Regions from separate parts of the Mus musculus genome. Here region 2 is linked to region 1. Evidence: chromatin contacts called from public HiChIP or PLAC-seq data. All regions are on one chromosome and are shown on one strand. The core of a region is the stretch at or near the end of the contact, and the rest is flanking DNA. Distances in the headings are between cores, read along the strand shown. Region 1 overlaps Commd8 (COMM domain containing 8). Region 2 overlaps Tec (tec protein tyrosine kinase).

The links. HiChIP or PLAC-seq counts read pairs in DNA pulled down with a chosen protein or histone mark.
Region 2: an H3K4me3 HiChIP or PLAC-seq map of the 230-238 cell line shows a contact between it and region 1, with 6 times the contacts expected there. The contact joins two enhancer-like sites. A contact is called at or near these places in 3 of 39 promoter capture datasets (the C10 cell line, hippocampal neurons and pre-B cells) and 1 of 115 datasets of contacts at active chromatin or transcription factors (the 230-238 cell line).

The regions. Positions count from the first base shown.
Region 1 is chr5:72,159,848-72,163,222 of GRCm38.p6, reverse strand. Commd8 (COMM domain containing 8) reads left to right here. Exons shown (of 5, transcript NM_178599.5): 3 at 349-501; 4 at 2,160-2,315; 5 at 3,330-3,375. The coding sequence ends at 3,350. Among named protein-coding and RNA genes, the nearest start is that of Commd8, 6.7 kb to the left of the region's middle. Within about 2 kb of position 1,957, at least 49 of the 459 cell types and tissues checked have an H3K27ac peak or open chromatin away from gene starts, as enhancers often do. A contact at or near this core is called in the 230-238 cell line and pre-B cells, where this site is marked.
Region 2 is chr5:72,794,665-72,798,035 of GRCm38.p6, reverse strand. The region is part of intron 3 of Tec (tec protein tyrosine kinase); the gene reads left to right. Among named protein-coding and RNA genes, the nearest start is that of Txk, 44 kb to the right of the region's middle. Within about 2 kb of position 1,550, at least 142 of the 459 cell types and tissues checked have an H3K27ac peak or open chromatin away from gene starts, as enhancers often do. A contact at or near this core is called in the 230-238 cell line and pre-B cells, where this site is marked.

The DNA of each region.
Region 1 (3,375 bases), core at 708-3,207:
CTTTGCTGTGTTGTGTATTTTGAAGCTGTGCAGTTAGGCACACACAGGTTTCAGGGTTGTGGTTTTCTCTTGAGTTTCTCCTGTTTCTTGTAGACTCCTCGCTGAAAGGGCCGTGGCTCTGCACAGAGCTCTCTCGCTTTTGTAAGGTAGTGCCTTTCTTTACCGTCTGTCTGGCTTGCAGGAACTTGTGAAGATCTGTCTGGGTTCCTCATTTTCAGCTTGTGCTTTTTATAGTTACTGAGGTGTTTCTTTTTATCATCCTGTCACTTTAAGGGGATGGTGGGCTTTTACATGGAAGCTGCAGGCCTCTTTCACTCACCCTCTGGCCATGTGTGCTTGTTTTCACAGACACTCCAGCAACTGAACCAACTGAATTCATGTCACCAAGAAGCTGTTTTGAAATGTTTAAAGAGTAGGAGAAATGAGATCAAGCAGGCCCTGTTGGGGGAAATAGTTGATATTTCTTGTGCGCAGCTGCAGGATTTTGATTGGCAGTTAAAGGTAAGAGTCTAGTTATTTATATGTTTTTGTGTGTAATATTTAAGTTTACTTATTCTTTTAAAGTAAACATGCCTAAAATTGGTTATGTTGAGACTACAGTGTTCCAAGGTAATAGCAAACCTCATGTAAATAATTGGTTTTGTGTTAACTTGGACATAAGAGCACTGTAAGCAGCCAGACCATGTGTGGTGTCATTGTACTGACAATGAATTTTCCCACACCTATCAGTCAGAAGTGGAGAAGTGTGTATTTAGTGTATAACCTTGGTGAGGGTCTTATAGATGCCATAGCGCTCTCAAAATTGATAAATGTGATTTTACTTCTATGAGGAAAGTATATGTAATAAAGTAACAGTTTTAAAAACATTGGGCAAAGAGGGTAGTCCTGAGTAGAGCTGAGAAAGAGCAATTTCAGAACCGTCTTTTGTTCTTTAAGGTACCATACGAGTAGACAGGTTCAGGTCCATTCTGGTTCCTGATCCTGGCATGGTCTTAGATCCAGACAGTGCCGTATGTTGTTTTGGTGAATTAAGAGGACAAAAGATGGGAAAGTGGGACAGTGAGGTAGGCTCAGAACTCGGTAAGTATCCACTTGTTGTCTCAGCTGAGGAAATGGTTCTGTGGTTCTGGTTGAGGCTCAGCTGTGTTAAGGATTGTTTATTAACATGCTTATCATATTGACACAAACCAGAAGTATAGTAAGCATGCAATACAGCCAAAGCTTGAAAACATTACACTGAAGGTCCAAATGAAGAAGGCAAGTTAATCAGTGATAGATTAAATAAGAGGTTTCATTTAAGTACACATTTAACATTGAAGTAAGCATGGATGACTGGGGACAGGTGCTCACAGCAGCATTTATGAAGGACATGTAGTTGCTTTCGTTTATCAAATGGCCCCTTAACTGATGCAGCTTCGGTCTTACATTGTGCTGTGAGACTGCTGTGCTCTCAGGCAGGGGAAGGCTCCTGTGGATGCTGTTTTCAAGTGTGCAGGCTTTTGCATCAGCTTATTAATTCCTTTAGTTTTCATTGCCCAACTTAAATACCTAAACAAGTAGGACCCCCGCCAGGAAAGAATGACCAGGAATTTAATTAGAATCATGATTTATGAAGATTCTTAACACTGGAGGCTCTGTAGCTGGGAAAGGTCAAGCCAATTGCAGATGCTGTAGATACGTTAGAAGAAGACTAGACGCCCTTTGGGTAGCATCAACAGTTTTGGTAGCCAGTCATGAGGTAAGTTGCTTAATTCGTAAGAGTTTCTGAGTGTCTTTAGACTGTCTTCTACATGAACTGTCATCTTGGAATCTTTTCTATAACAATTCTGATTCTTTATGTATTGGACACTTTTAGTCCTTCTGCATTTCTATAGTAAACCATGATTTCAATCTAGAATTAAAAGTATTCTGTTTAGCTGGACAAACCGCAGTTTCCTTTCTTCCTGCCCACTTCCTGTATGTGTTTTGTCTCCTTTTCTCTCGCTTCCTGCTCTCTGACTGTGTGTTCTGCCACAGGGTTAGTTTATTCTCTTGTTTCCCAGAATTTGTGAGCATCCTGGGAAACACTGGGATGCGAGCTCTTCCCCAGCCCTGGTATTTGTTGAGTGGTGTCAGCATGCTGTGTAATACTGTGCATTATTCTCCTCTCCTTTCCACAGCTCGCGCTTTCTAGTGACAAGATTGCCACCTTGCAGATGCCCCTTTTGAACCTTCATCTGGATGTGAAGGAAGATGACAAAGTGAAACCGTACACTGTTGAGATGAGTAAAGAGGAGTTACAGAGTCTGATCAGCTCCTTGGAGGCCGCTAATAAGGTATGCGCTTGCTTGAACTCGATCCATCACACAGGAGCTTACTGCTTAAGCATCAGGCCACCCTTGTGTAAGGAAAGAGAATTCCAACTGGGTTTCAATGTGTCTCACTCGCTGACACTTAATATCAAGCACAGAAAAGACTTGTTTGGGTTGTCTGACCTCTACTTTAAAGGTAGAGTTAATTAGAACTTAAAACATTCAGTTACCAAGTTCTGAATTTAATTACCTACTAGTTAGTTTAAAAAAAATAAAAAGCAGTACTATTCTAACTATTCATTTTGGTTTCCTTTAGTATTCATTAAGCTTAAAAATAAAGTTTATCTTGAGATCACGAAATTAGTTGATTCTGAAGTTTCTCTAGTAAAAAAAAAGATCTTTATGATTTTATAACAAAAAAAAACCAAATGTCTTATTTGGATGGACAAATGTTAAAAATTGCTTTTGTAAAGTTCTGAGTTTGGGAGATAAAATATAACTGTAGTTATGACAGAATCAGGCTGACATATGATGTGTCTGAACCCCAGCAGCCAGGCCCAGTGTGTAGTACATAGAAAACAGTGGTGAGACAGCAGAGATGTGCTGTGGGGAAAGGAAAACAGGATTTTTATTGTCACTGTTTGCTCATTACTGGGCAGCTCTCAGGAACTGGCTCCCGTTCTTCCTGGTCACCTCCCTGGCTGCCATCATTCTAGATCCCCCTGCCCTTTTAAGCCGCAATAACCATCACCTTCTTCCTAGTCTGCCTAGTTGCTCATGTTTTAATTTTGCCTTCATGATTGACCCTCATGTCCGGTAACCGTACTTGTAGTCGAAGCCTGGTGGCCTTCGGAGAGGTGGGTGTGGCAGAGCCTGGACTGGGTGTGAGTGACCGAGCACAGATCTCTGCAGCCAGGAGCCATAAGCCCTGTCCCCATTTGCCAGTTGCTCTTCATATCGCTCTTCAGAGGTCATCTAGCACATAGCAGCTTCCGTCTAGTCTATGCTGACATGGCTTCTCCCTGTTTGTGTTTCAAGGTGGTCCTGCAGTTAAAATAACTGGAAATGGTGACCATCAACACCT
Region 2 (3,371 bases), core at 301-2,800, 640 kb before region 1:
TTTTGCCTTGAGATTTTCAACATCGTGGGTTTTTTTCTCTGAATATTAACTTGATCTCACCTAATTGTCCGAGCAGTGATAGGAACCATATTTAAAACCATAATCCTTAAAAACCATAATCTTCATAACTAAGCCACTCTTACGTGTAACCACTAAGTTGTTAATATTAAGGCTTTTATTTTTCTTTAAAGAATGGCAGAACTTTATCAGGTGGAAAGCACCCTTATTAGAATGTTAGGTTTTGTCATTCTTTGCTTTATCTCATTCTTATTAAAGAGAAGCCATCAACCATCAAATAGGAAAAAAACTTTGGTTTTATTCATTCTAGTTCTCCTGATCCTGGAAGAGTTCATATCGAATTATTTCCAGTGGACACAGGAACATGTCATAGCCACCCAGGACTTTCCTGCCTCTCCCTGATTAATGGCACCTGCCACACTTGGGCCTTGTTCTCTGAATTGTGCACAGGTGGAAGAGGACAAAGTTACCCGTATGAATGGGCCTTTGGTGCTCATTTGAGACTTTTAGTAGACCATGTCCCTCATTTCTGTGGATGAGCAGGTGGAACCTCAAGAACAGAGTTCACCCTGCGGTTGCTTTACTCCTTTTTGTGGGAATGCCAGGCAAGAGCAGCTTAAGGAAGGAAAGGTGTATTTGGCTCATTGCTAGCGTGCACGCATCCATCCATCATGGTGGCAGGAACTTGAGGCTGCTGGGCACATTGCATCAACAACTAAGAGGCATTTTTGTTTCATGGATCTCTTAGGCACAGTAATTAAAACAAGGTAACTTTGGCTCTTACACCAAGTTACGCCGTGTCTACTCCACATGCACCGGGAAAGAGCAGAAATCTGTATCTATAAAGAGGGCGGTCCTGAGCACTTCCAGGTCCTTCCAAACAGCCCAGCTGCTAGTTCGGTAGTCGCAGCATTGGCATGCTCTGGCCTGATTGTCCTTTGGTTTTACCTGTCATAGCTCATGGTGACACTCAAACCCCAAACTGTCTATCATTGTTCATGCACAAGGCTGTGACCTGACTCCCCAGTGCCACAGTAACAGCTAATAATTATTAACTGCCGCGTGAAGAATGTGGGTGCTGTCCGGGACGCCAGCAGGGCTGTGTACTTCAGGTGAGATATAATGAGGTTCTAATGGAGGCGTGTAGCAGTGATGCCCAGGGTGAGCCAGGCACAGAGCTTCGGAGAAAAACTAGGAGCACTGGATATGGTGGGAAGCGTGGTAATGGTTTGAAGGATGGTGTGTCCCCAACAATAATTACTTTTTCAAATATATGCCTTGTGATTGATCTATATCTATACCTATCATCTATCTATCTGTCTGTCTGTCTGTCTGTCTATCTATCTTACTACTTGCTACCCATTGAGACTTGCTCAGGAGAGACCCCAATTCCTCAGCCTTATATGTGAGCATTGCCTAATCTGGCCTCAAACAGCCTTCCTTTGTGTCATTTCCTATACTCCTGATCCACCCCTGTGTTCAGCCACTGTGCTTTGGTTTCAGTTCCCCACGTACTCTCAGAGCTCTGTCGTTTTTGCAGCCTGGAACCTTCCTTGCTTTCTCCACAGAGAAAGCTACTTCCTTAGAAGCCCAGCTTCTCCTCCATCCACTTCCTGGCTTTCTCATTCCCCGATTAGGAACCATCCTCTTCTTCCGCCCACAGCATTCCTGCGATGACGGTTTCCACAGACCGTCCGCCCTCTCCCGCAGCCCCGAGACTTCAACACACAGCCCGGGACTGGCTGAATAAGGCAAATACGGGACAACACTAATGTGTGCTGTGCGAGTGCGGGTGGCCCCAGAGGCCAGCAGAGGCTTCTGGTCCTCTTGAAGCTGGAGTTTCAGGCTGCTGGAAGCTGACCCCTGTGGGTGGTGGGAACCAGCAAGCAGCCTTAGCTGCTGAGCCACTTCTCCAGCCCTTCAAACTTCCAGCTGTGACACAGGATAAAAAAAAAAAATAGGAATAATTGAGGGGTCCTGGAAAGAGAATGAAACCCCTCATTTTGGAGTCATTTCCTGCTGACTGAGTGTCCAAGAAATTTCAGCACAACAGATAAAATCAAGATAGCTTGGAGAAATAATCTCCCCCTAAGGGCCATTCATGCAGGGGTGTTCGAAACAACAGATGAACGTGGCTTACTTAAGAGTCAAAATGTCTTTGACCTTGATCTTAACTTCATTAGTGATCCCCTCTCATCCCTAAAACCATTTCACTGATAAAAGCAATTCCATTAAGAAAAGTACATACAACAGCTCATTTGTTATTTTCTTAATTTAAGTATAAAGCTTTGTGGGGCTTTTTGTTGTTTGTTTGTTTTGTTTTGTTTTGTTTTGTTTTAAAAAAAAAAAGGTTTTTTTTTTTTTAAGCTGTCCTGGAACTTGCTCTGTAGACCAGGCTGGCCTCAAACTCAGACATCCAATTTCCTCCACTTCCCGAGTGCTGGGATTAAAGGCGTGCACCACCACTGCTAGGCTTGAAATCTTTGATTTATCTTTGAACCCTGTACAACATATCCTTTGAGCAGTGTAACTGAGCCACAGAGTCTGGTGAGAGGGCAATCAGGCTGCGACGTCTGTACCGCTTGCCAGGGGGATCTGCCTTGTCTGTCTGTCTGTCTGTCTCCTTTCTCCCTGACCGTCCACTTGCCTCGGGCTCTTCAAGAGGCTGCATCCCATGGGAAGGAGGACAGACTAGCAGAGGGCTGTTCCCCACCAAGGGTATTGGAGTATCTGCTGCCCGCTAGAAACTCCAGGGAAACCCTCTGAAGAGACGCACGCTGGCGTGCTCTCCCTCCCGCTCCTCCCCAGCTCCTCAGCTTAAAGTTTAAGTGCTCATCTCTTAAGCTCGTATTAACTCCTCTCTGCCAACTTCGTTAACTTTGCTTCGCCCTCACTCATCCTGAAACTCTTTTCCGTGGATTCGGGGCTTTTCCCGAGTGACGGTCCTTAGGCCCTCACAGTGGCTCTTTTGACCACTATCTCTCTACTACCACTGACGATGCTACTGGAAGATCTTTGGAGCCGAAAGTTCAAATACTAATTAGCACATTAGGAAATTTTCGTAGAGGGAGTGTATCAGTTAGCCTAGTATCAAAGTCATCCTGTTTCCCTGGAGATAATGACCTAACTCTGACCCTGGCCTGTGGTAGCCATGGCTGAAGTGATTTGAGGTAGGCATTTTGGAGACAGACCACGCCTTCTGCTGCGGGATCATTGAGAATAGCCTCCAAGGGCTGAGCAAAGATGGGGTAAACACCACTCTGGCCTAAAGCCATTGCCTCTGAGGGTGAGGGATGAGGGCTCACAGGATTTCTGTGCTGTTTCTCAGCTTTCTACAATGAACACACGTGACT